Regions from separate parts of the Gossypium arboreum genome. Here region 1 is linked to region 2. The links are chromatin contacts, called in public Hi-C maps. All regions are on one chromosome and are shown on one strand. The core of a region is the stretch at or near the end of the contact, and the rest is flanking DNA. Distances in the headings are between cores, read along the strand shown. Region 1 holds the start of LOC108450252 (ferritin-3, chloroplastic-like). Region 2 holds the start of LOC108453679 (protein SMAX1-LIKE 6-like).

What was found. A called contact is a pair of places that touch in the nucleus more often than the background predicts.
Region 1: a Hi-C map of leaf shows a contact between it and region 2, with 2.3 times the contacts expected there. The contact joins the promoter of LOC108450252 here to the promoter of LOC108453679 in region 2. A contact is called at or near these places in 2 of 5 Hi-C or Micro-C datasets (both in leaf).

Annotation. Positions count from the first base shown.
Region 1 is chr5:41,391,194-41,396,978 of ASM2569848v2, reverse strand. It overlaps LOC108450252 (ferritin-3, chloroplastic-like), which reads left to right and starts at 2,509. Exons shown (of 8, transcript XM_017747787.2): 1 at 2,509-3,238; 2 at 3,330-3,413; 3 at 3,502-3,562; 4 at 3,841-3,928; 5 at 4,266-4,327; 6 at 4,570-4,635; 7 at 4,729-4,792; 8 at 4,876-5,146. The coding sequence starts at 2,937. The coding sequence ends at 4,931.
Region 2 is chr5:41,137,750-41,144,030 of ASM2569848v2, reverse strand. LOC108453679 (protein SMAX1-LIKE 6-like) reads right to left here and starts at 2,529. Exons shown (of 3, transcript XM_017751932.2): 1 at 923-2,529; 2 at 1-208. The coding sequence starts at 2,172.

The DNA of each region.
Region 1 (5,785 bases), core at 1,260-3,759, 250 kb before region 2:
TAAAATTTTAAAATAATAAAATTAATTTACATATTATAAAAAATTCTACAATTAATTAAAATCGGTTTCTGTCACCTACTCTTTTCCATTTTCAAGCTTTGTATCTAGTTTTAAATGTATGTGAGAATATGGAGCAAGGGAGAAGAGAATGTATGTGAGAGACCCATTTTCCATTATTTGAAAATTGTAATGTTATTTTTTTAATATTTAAATTAATTTTGTTATTAGGGTTTTTAATATATATAAAATAAAAGATTAATTAACAAAATAGATAGGGTTGTTGATTAATTAGTGAAATAGTTGAAGTTAGCAGTTGGAGCACCCAACTTCAAAGTCCGCACCTTCTGTGTGTATATCTTTTCAGCTCAAATAAAAAATGGGAAAATATCATAAATAGTCCCCATATTTTATCAAACTTTCATAATAATTAATTTTAGTTGGTTTCAATTCTTTTTCAGTTTCAATACAATATTAATAGGTTTCAAGCCAAAAACTAGGTGAGAGCTACAAATAAATATGGCTTTACTAATTTTCTTTTTAAAAGAATTTATCTTGAATATTTGATAAAATAATGAGGGACCATTTGTGATCTTATTTCACTGTTAGTCCAAAGCATAGAAACAAGTTGTTCTTACTCTCAACTAAAAGAAAAGAATAATATCAAAATATTCCCTCATAATTTTATTTCAATTTCAAGATAATTTTTTAAAATAAGAAATTAATAAAATTAATGTCATATTTACTTGTAGTTCCTACCAAAATCTTGACTTTAACTTATCAATATTGTATTGAAACTAGGAAAAAATAATTGAAACTAACTAAAATTAGTTATTATGAAAGTTTGATAAAATATGAGAACCATTTATAATATTTTCCCATTATATATATATATATAAGACGCCAACATTGAAGTTGGGTTCTTCAAGTGCCTACTTTAATTATTTTACTAATTAATCTACAATCCCATCTATATTGATAATTAATCTTTTTATTTCATGAAAAAAGGTAAATAATATTATTTAATTTGTGCATTTAATTTATAATATTATTTAAGTAAGTTCAATTTATAAAAATAAAAAATTCATTGGAGCTGATTTCACATTACCTTAGAAATTATAAAATCAATATTAGTAAAGCGACTTTATTTTTATTTTTATTATTTTTCAACTGATTTGACAGGTATTAATTGAATGATGAAATGATTGATGGTTAAGATTATGTCTATTAGTTTAAAAATTAGAGATTTTATCAAAAACATATAAAATAAGAAATCATTTTCGAAAATAATATGGGTTAAAGATTGTTTTTAATGTGTTATCTTTTATTTAAAGTTGAAAATGAATTATAAATAATTATAAATATTGTGTTAAAAAATAAATAATAAACTCAAAAAAATTGCTGGAAAAATTGAGAAAGAAAACACTTTAATTCTATGTTTAAGTCGTGCATATTAAGAAAACATATTTAGATGCATCCAATGTTTTTAAATTCAAGGAAGAGTCAAAACTGTTAAATTATTGGTCGGTCAATTAAAATAATTCATCGATTCAATTGATGCAGTTATAAATAAAAATTAAAAGTTTAAATTTTTTAAAAAATATTTAGTTCAATTTTTATTCAATTAATTTTTAGTCAATTTAATCTGTTAATATTAGTTCCCAATTTAATAGGATCAAAATCTTTCTCTGAACTAATACCTCGACTAGTTTAGTCCGATTCTAATATCTTTGAATGCATCTTCAACTCTAATTGACTGTTTTATATGACAAATTGAAACATGTTAATTTTTTTAATTTTATTCTTTTTACTTTATTAAAATTGAGAAGTTAGCCCTCTTATTTTATAGATGAATCAATCATCTTGCTCTAATTTATCAAATTTTGATTTTATACTTTATAAAAGTAAAAAATTAATCTAGTTATTGGTAAACATAATAACTTGAATTGTTATTTTATATTAATTTATTACATAGAAATTACTAAATTGTTAATTTCTTACTTATAAATTGCTTTTAATTTATTTTCAAAGTCAACAATTTAATAATAAGGTTAAAAATTTCATAAAATATAAAGATAAACTTATAATAATTTAAAACAGTTAAATTAATTTATTGATTTCGTAAGGTAGAGAGATAAAATTAAAATTATTGTAAATAAAAGTCATAATCACTTACCAAACTCCAAAACCACACCCACTTTAGTGAAAAGAGTTCCTTCTTGCTCAAATTTTCTAGATATGTTAATATTTTGTTTATTTTAATAAAAATACAAATTAAATTGTTAAGATGGAATGAATATCATTTGCGTCTCGTCTTGTCATAAGTTGGGCACTTAATTTTTTTTCTTTTAAATTCTATCATTATGCCACGCCGACTTTTACTTTGGAAAACATATTAATTTGATTATTTTAGAAATATTTTCTTATTTTGAAAAAAAAATCCCTTGGAAATTATTTATATTGTTTGGATAGAAGAACCTAAGTTACCTAACCCCTCTTAAAGTACAGAACAGACAAAAAAGACTCTTATAGAAGAACGTTTTAACTATCCTCAAAGTAGAGATAGACTAAGGACTAAACAAAGAAGAGATTAAAAGAAGATTGCTGCAATAATTATAAAGGAAAGGTAGCTTTCCAGGATCACAAATACAAAATTCCCTGTGAACTATTTCACAGTACACAGAGATACCTCCAAATCAACCTCGAGTGACGAACCTGCCTGCCTGCCTGCCTGCCTGCCACGCTCCCTTCGCTCAACCTGCTCATCTTCACCCTCCACGTTTCATCCCATCCCTCTCTCACGCTTTTACTTTGCTTTCCTAATCTCACCTCTCTTTCCTTTCTGCTGCTGCTTCAGCTGTTTGCATTTGAAAAACTCTGTTTTCCTTTTTTTTCCTTTTCATCAAAAGCTTGGGTTTCTTTTTCTTCTTTTTTGCGCCATGTTGCTGAAAGCTGCTCCAGCTTTTTCTTCGTTAAATCCTCAACTGGAAAATCAGGGTGCCCTGTTTTCCCCTTTTTCTTCTTCGTTTAATCATCAGCTATCTTCTCCAAGAAATGGACCTGGGTCTCTTGTAGTTTGTGCAGCCAAAGGAGCCAACCACAAGCCACTAACTGGTGTTGTTTTCCAGCCCTTTGTGGAAGTGAAAAAGGAACTCGATCTTGTCCCCTCCGTGCCTCAACTTTCTCTGGCTCGCCAAAAGTTCACTGATGACTGTGAAGCTTCCATCAACGAACAAATCAAGTGGGATCTTTTCTTTTTAGATTTTTAAGAATGAATTCTGAATGATTTCGTGATTGTGTCGATATTTACTAATGTCTGGTGCATTTGACAGTGTCGAATACAATGTTTCCTATGTGTATCATGCTATGTTTGCTTACTTCGATAGGGACAACGTTGCACTCAAGGGTCTTGCCAAGTAATTCTTGTTGAAAATTCTTGATTTTGCTGAGCCCTTTTAGCTCCCCTTTTCGGTGTTAAGCTCACATCAGCCTTCCTCGTAATAGGTTCTTCAAGGAATCGAGTTTAGAAGAGAGAGAACATGCTGAGAAATTTATGGAATACCAGGTTTTCTATTCATTTTGCTTAGATCACAGTATGTGATTTTACTTTTGAAATTGTATGTATTATCATCATCATAATTATGTATTCTATTTATGTACCTCGGTAAAAAAAAAAAATTAGAGTTACAATTTATTTAGAAATTTTCTATTTTGGATTATAAGAAAACTGTCATGAAAGGGTTTTCCGTTTTTATTTATTTTTTGTTTTTGCTTATTTTTGCTATTTTTTTGTTTATGGCATTGTTTCCCAAATTGGTTTTTTTTTTTTTCTATTGTTATCAGAACAAACGAGGTGGAAAAGTGAAGCTGCAGTCCATAGTGATGCCCCTCTCTGAGTTTGATCATGCAGAGAAAGGAGATGCATTATACGGTAAGTTGATATTACCAAAGCTACGTTTGTGTTTGGTTTGGTAAACAGTGCTTTCATTTCTTATTTGGTTGCCTTCTTTTTCTACCTTCAGATACTACATATCCACGTGTAACAATACAATGAGATATATAGTAACCATGGTAGTACGTTTGTAAATTTGTATGGTTGGTGGGAAGAGATATTTCTTGAACATTCACTTGGAAGTATTGTGAATTTTGTTCATTAATCACCCCGTTGTCTTTCTTCATGCTGAATTGTACTGCATGACAATGTGATATTAGTCAAATTAGCATGGTATATGTGATTGAAGCTAATTGTATCTAATTCTTTGGTTCAGCAATGGAGCTTGCCTTGTCCCTGGAGAAACTAACAAGTGAAAAGCTCTTTAACCTACGTAATGTGAGACTCTCTCTGTCTATATATATACATAGATGATAAATTATTTTGTCCTGTTTTCTATTTGCACTTATGAATTTTGATTTAAACATATTAATAGGGTCTAGGGTCTCATTAATTAGGTTTACGAAATTATTGGACAAAAACGTTGTTTAACAGACTGTTGCTTTTACATTTTGCATGTTTCTAAGATGATGGTAAACAGTTTTGTTTGAAGTGCTAATAGTGAAGGCTTTGGTAAACAGGTAGCCGTGCGGAACCATGATGTGCAGTTAACGGATTTCATTGAAGGCGAATTCTTAGCTGAGCAGGTATAATACAATTTTTGGTCTCCATAAAATTTGCTTTTACTGATGAATGATAAAAAAAAATAATGGGTAATTCCTGGTTTGCTTTCTATTTAGGTGGAGGCCATCAAGAAAATATCAGAATATGTAGCTCAATTGAGAAGAGTTGGAAAAGGACACGGTATGAATTTAAACTTCTCCATTGTCATCAAAATATAGAGAAGTTCCATCTTTAACTCTATGCTACCATGGTTTTCATCGCAGGGGTGTGGCACTTCGATCAAATGCTTCTTCGTGAGGGAGAGGAAGCTATTGCATGAAGCCCCAACTTGCTGCTTCGTTCCATGTCAAAAGTTTGTGCATAAGGTCTTATTTCAGTAGTTCTTTGTTTATATATTTTGGCTGTACGTTGAAAGAGAGTGCCGGATCTTTGGTTTGATGATAAAAGCTCGTAAGGGATATATTTTTAGTAGTCCTTTTAATCGAAGTAGTTATAGATTCGTGGATTTCCTATATAGGTATTTTTCTTCTCCAAGATCCTTCCTTCTGTGTTTTTTCTTTTAAATTTGCCCTAGCGACGTTTATGACAGTTTGTCAGTTTTCTTCGGTTTATATCCTGCAGCAACGGCAGATTGCCAATAGGAAAAGTTTTGATGATTTGAAGTTTCCTTTTGATTTTTAAGGGGAAAGTAAAAAGGGTCAATGACCATTTACCTGTAAAAGGTCAGTAACACAGTACGCGGTCTTCGTCTCATCCATGAAAACATCATCTTATAGCTGCTAAGCAAAATCCAATCATTATCAGTGGCTTTCTTCAATCAATGGGTGAAGGTTTTGTGCTGAGGGTTACAGCTACTAAGTAAAAAAGTAAAACTATAATCGGTCTGATGTAGATGTTTTTCGTTGGTGTATTTACTTGTCAGTCCCGTTCCAAAGCCAGATGGAAACAAAAATAATTACTACCAAAAAATACAATTATTTACTCGTGAAAACGTCCCCAAAAATACCCTCTTCTTTTAACAAATACAACACTACGGCACATATCGCACCCGACTCATTGAATAGTATCATTCCAACTTGGTAGAAAAGGAAAGGGCGAAAGAAACTTCTGAAGACGCCTAAGACTTCTAATTGAACTAGGATGTCCTTCCCCTTTTCCCTCATAGCAACATGT
Region 2 (6,281 bases), core at 1,280-3,779:
CATCTGCAACCAAGAAGGCAAAGTAGATTGGCACTGATCTGCCACGGAAACATTGAAACCTCCCTTTGAAATTTCAATTACTTCCTGTTCGCACTTCTCATTGCATAGATGACAGCGGGGTAAATGTTGATACGAGCTGCTTAAGGACCCCTTTGACTCAGAAGGTGTAGCAAAGAACCCACCAAATGGAACAAATGACTCCATCAACCTGTAGTTACATAAACTATGAGATCAGGTCGAATTAAATACGAAGACAGCCATGGAAATCAAAGGAATCAATAAACGCAAAGGAAAAAAAATAAGTGATGCTGCATAACAACAAAAAGAATGAAACAGATAAAGTGGATACCAACATTCCACTACTATAGCATTCAGCACCTTAAATAAATTTAAAATTATAAAAGTATCAGTTAGGCTTATGTAAGTGTTTCATCCAATAACCATGCACTAACCAAATAATCAACCTTTATGAAACGCGTCATTACCCACTGCAAACAACTTAATATCTTTAAAATCATTTTAAACTCTTATTATTTTTATTTAAATTCAAAAATGTTAACACAGCAACAACGTAGCAGTGCTTTAAGTTGCAAATTCAGCTTAAATCACAAATCACATCCCCTCTAAATCCCAGGTTTCACCATGGTGAATATTGTACGCCAACCAGTGCAACTCTGGAAAAGGTTATGACTTAAAAGAGTTACACAACAAAGCATCAGTTTTAAATCAAGATTACCCAATCCTTAAATCCCTCAAACTCGACCGTAGGACAAATAAAGAGCTCTCTAAACACAAGATAAGTATACTTGACCAAAAAAAAATTAGTTAAAAGCATTCAGAATAACGACCAAAAATATCATGCCAACATAAAAGATAGTATAAAATAAAATCTCCAAGAAAATTGATAATTCAATTTACATACCTGGACTTGGGATAAGACTGAGCCAATGAATTCCTAACCGAAGTTATAGGCAAAATCTGCAAATCCCAGTCTTTTTCAACTGAAGGAAACCTACTTAGAAACCTCAAATATGTCTGGTAACTTGTTGCAGCTCCCAGCAGCCAGAGTTTCCCTCCATAAACTTGTAATAACCTCGTTAACTGTCCAACTACATAACTAACCCCATCTTCATCCACAACCTTGTCGTCGTCGTCGTCGTCATCATCATCATCATCATCTTTTTCACTCTTGTCACTGACAAGATTTTTCAGATCCCCGTAATTCACCACCAACCCGGATCCGGATCCTTCAACTTCCCGACCCATTTCTTCAAATTTTAAATCCATCTCCCCTTTATTAAAGCCTTGATTAGTAGTGCACTTGGAAATATAATTTTGGATGCAAATTATGTTTAACCCCGAAATACCTTTAATCAAGAAGCCATCTTTTTTTTGGTCCAAACAATCCGTGAAATTGGCGAGTGCATCGTTTGCACATACACCAACAAGTAGTGGATTCCTCCTTCGCGCCAAAACCTCTCCTACTCTCTTACAGTTTTCTTCTCCTCCATAAAAAGATGCAAAACCCGGGAACGGGAAACTGAAGCCGCCATGACATGGAAACCTGGTTTTTTCATAACCCGGATCCGAATTTTCTAGATTGCAAAGAAAAACCGGTGGGCCACGTGGTCGAGAGTATCTTAGGAGATGAGGGAGGGGGCGGATGATTGCCAGCTTGATTTCGGAGCTCCGAAATCCCGCCTCGCCGAAGACCCGACTAACAACAGGGTCATCCAGGATGGATAACATCAAGTGTTGGAGCTCCACTTTGACACACGAGATACTGGAAGGATTTTGCTGCGACATATCGCGATAAAGGTGGAAATTTTCGGGCTGCCTTCGCTGGTTCGCCTGAGACCGCTTTATCGCGGCCATGAGCGAGTTGGAGACGGGCGGGTCGTTGCTGAGTTGACTCGAGGGGACTCGGTCCAATGACACGCTAAGGCAAAGCTCCAACGCTTTGAATTGGAGGCGAGGGGAGTAAGCCGCGTTACGAGCACGTGCACAGGCGTCACGTAACGGGGACGAAGGGAGAGAGAGAAGAGCAGAAACGGCATGGAGCGAGGTCGTTTGCGCGTGTCCCCTCCGTCGCGCGACTCTCACCGCCTCGTCTAGCGCGTGAGCTGCCTCTGGCGTTAAGCATTGCCGCGCTACACTTACCGGCGTAGGCATCGCCGGGTATCATAAAAAGCCAAAAACTTTTTTTTTTCTTGATTAAAAAAGGAAAAAAAGAAGGTAAACTAAAAATATATATTTGTTTGCTTATCAGAAGTGCAAGGGAGAGATTTTTTTTTTTTTTATAAAAGAAAAAGGGACTTTTATGGAGGACAATAGTTAATTAATTATTTATTTATTTTCCCTCTAAAGGGGAACTGTTGGCTGTCTAAGTCGGGGGTTAGTGGGGTCCACTGTGGAGGAGATCATTTGGAACGACAGGTGGTGAATTTAGATTCTCTACTATATACACAAAAGGATTTCCTTTTTCTCTTTTATGCGTATATGCTCCTCTCTACAAATATGATTTCTTTCAATTTTAAACTTGTTAATCAATTGGTTTTTGTTTTTGAAATAATCAACACTTTAATATTTAATATTTTTTTATGGCAAAATAACGACTATAGGACTATTTTTTCTAAAAAACTTAAGGTTTTGGGTCTGTTTTTATTTTAATTAGGGATATAGATCGATTTAGTTATAAAACGCCCTTAATTAGTCGCACTTTGTAAATCCCAACAGTTTTTTTAACTTATCGCCAATGATAAAAAAATTTAAAACCCTAATAGTAACTTTTTTTACCCTATAAATACCCCTCAATTTTTATTTTTTCATTCACATCCTTCTCTCAACTCTCTCAATTCTCTCAAACCCTCTCAAGTCTCTTGTTTTTAAAAATTTTCAATATTTTTATTTAATTAAAATTTTTATTTTTTAAATTATCTCATTTTTATGAATGACCGCCTTTCTAATCCGATTCAACGACAAGTATATTTCCGCTGCCTAATTAGTAATGGTAAAATCGAAATTTAAATTTCGTTAATTTCAATAATGTTAAATTTAATTTTTTATTATAATTATAATTTTTTGTGTAAATAAACAGATGATCCTGTTCTGGATAGTTTCATCCATAATATAAGAAAGCATGTAATTCCTGAAATTCATGGCTACTTGCAAGCGGTTGTTTTCTTACATGCGTCTAGTATGTCCGGGGACTACAAACTCAATTTGCAACTAATTAGCTCATTAGTGGAAAGATGGAAGCCCGAAACACACACTTTCCACCTTCGATGCGGCGAGTGTACAATCACACTCGAAGACATAGCGCTACAATTTGGTTTGCCAGTGGATGGACCAGTCAGCACGGGATCTAGGATAGTTCCGAACAAAGTGACCCTCTGCCAATCACTGTTGAAGAAGGTCCCGGACAAGTTCGAAGGTGGTCGAAAATTGATGAACTAGTTGAAGGATAATTTCGATGAGCTCCCTAAAAACCTTAAAGATCGAACGAAGGAGGTGATACAACAATACACCTAAGCATACATTTTGAGGTTAATCAGGGGAATTTTAATGCACGACAAATCTCAAAATTTGGTGCATGTAAGGTGGCTACTACATCTAGTGGGCTTCAATGGTTGCGTGAAACTAAGTTAGGGATCTACCATATTGTCCACGTTATATCGAGAGATGTGTCGAGCCATGAACCCGAGGTCAACGTCGATCGGTGATTGTTTTCTCCTGCTGTAGTCGTGGGCCTGGTGGAGACTACCGTTTTTACATCTCAATGTGGTCGACCTATAAATGTTCCCCTTGGTGACGAGGTAAACATCATTTATTAACAAATACATAGTTTGTACAATAATTTTTATTATTATATGTTTCGATTAACATATCGCTTGTACAGGTGGAACCATGGGCCGAGCTACATGGGACTGCCTAAGGTAATAAAAGATATTAGGCTGTTGTTAGATCAATGAAGCCGAGGTTAGTTACCTATTCTTTCGAACCTATATTAATTACGTAATTATTCGTAAAAAAGAAATTCATAAATAACGATATTTACAATTTTTCTTATCAGTTTGAATGGATGTCGTACGCCAACACCGATGTCATATCCTGCATTCCATCGGAAGTGTTGCGCAATCAGCAGATGTGGGATGTGAAGGTGTCGTTGATAGTGTACACGAGAGTGGAAATGCACGAAATAAATAGGGTGTTGTGGCAGTTCAAGTGGAGGCAACGAATTTCGCCGCCACCGCAATATCTGAAGGATCTGCACAAGGTGGACATGTGGGGGAAGGACAACATTGACTAGTCGGTGCGACACGTGGAGCACATCGACGTATGGGATCGTAGGATGCAATCCATACCCGTTCGCGAATAATTTTTCTCAGTGGACACGACGACAGTTGATGGTTACTTGGCATGGTTCAAAAATGTAAGTGTGCTGAGGCGTGTTATCACATCCCCGACCCCTTAAAACTACCTAAGAATTTCTTTCGAAAATCCTGAACACTTTCAAAATACTCTAAACCCAAAATAAAAACCCTAATAAAAACTCTAACCCTAATAAAATAAAAACCCTAACCCTGGAAGAGAGAATAGGAAAGTGCGTCCTAATAAAATTGGCCTATATCTCTAATTAAAAATAAAATCGATCCAAAACCCTAATTTTAAAAAAATGGCCTATAGGCCTTATTTTTCCCTTTTAAAAGTTAAAATGATAAAATAAAATTGTTAAAATTTATAATGTTTTAAGTTGTGTATTTTTAATCATATAATTTAATTTTTAAAAAATATACTTCAATTATTATCGAACTAAATCAACATCATATTAATTTGTCAAGCCAATTCAATTAAGGAAATATAAATATTCAATAGTAATTTCACATACAAAAGTCTGAAATTGATAATATACGGAGAAAATATGAAATATGAAGTATGAAACATAAGAAGAAATCGTGATTTTAAAATATCCTCTAATTATAAAAATTATTTGGATAAAATTTGAATTTTCATTGAATTATTATACAGTGGGAAAATTATTAAAATATTTTTATTTTTAAAAGTAATAAATAAATATTAATATGAAAGTATTTTTTTATTTTAAGTAAAATTTTAAACATGAGGCATATGAATTTTAAATTTTAACTAACTATTTCAACTAATATCTTATTTGGTGTTAATCTACATATTATAAATCCTATTAAACATATCAATGCGAAAACCACTTAATTTAAAAATAAATATGTATTTAAAAATAATATATAATAAACAATGAAATTTGTTGTTTTAAACTAATTAATCATAATGACACATGAAACATTATGATATTAAAATAAAAATAAATTAAATTATGAGTAAAATGAAATTTAAACACATAAATATATCAGATTAATAATATTAAATGCACTACAATTGTTTATCGTGGTATTATCGTCAATTGTGAGTTAGTGTCGAGTTGCCTTGCAGGGGCGAAGCCAAAACAAATTGTTAAGGGGGGCCAGATAAAATTTTAATTTTTTATAGTTTATATCTTTATAATTTGTAAAGGATTAAATCGAAATTGTTCTCCACAAGTCGATTCGATTTCAGCATTCGCAACTTGTCTGCTTGCCAAGGAGAAGTGCTTGGCCCAAGACACCGAGATTTTAATTATCTCCTCCGAGCTCTATGATTTTCCTTGAAAACTGAAGAGGTTATGATTCTTCCATAGGAGCCAAGCCAATAGTCCGAAGAGGCACGCCCAACTAGTTTCCCCACCACGGGAATTTGGGTTGACCTATAGATTAAGAGACAACTCGTGCAAAGTTTAAGTCTTTATTAAAACAACGTGAAAGAAGCTTTCACCATTTCTTTTTATCTTTGGTGATCGAGAAAGCACATGTATGCTCAAAATCAAGTGTAGGTAGGGGTTTTTGTCTCAAAATAAAAATAAAAATTATTTTATTAGTTTCTTAATTATTTGCAAGGTTTTGAGTTAATTTAATGGAAAATTATATTTCGGTTCTCCTAAAACCTAAAATTTAATTATGTCCTCTCCAAAAATAAAGAGTTAATGATTTAATCTCTTGAAAATTGTAAAATTTATATTAATACAATGACAAAATTATATTTTCAACTCTCTCAAAATTTAAAATTCAAATCTAATCCCATCAAAAAAATTATAATTCAAATATCTCATAAGTGTAAAAGTTGGTTTTATTTACCAAAAATTATTTCAAGAATTTTGTATTTATACTAATATAAATTTGACTTATAATATATTAAGTTTAACATTTATGGAG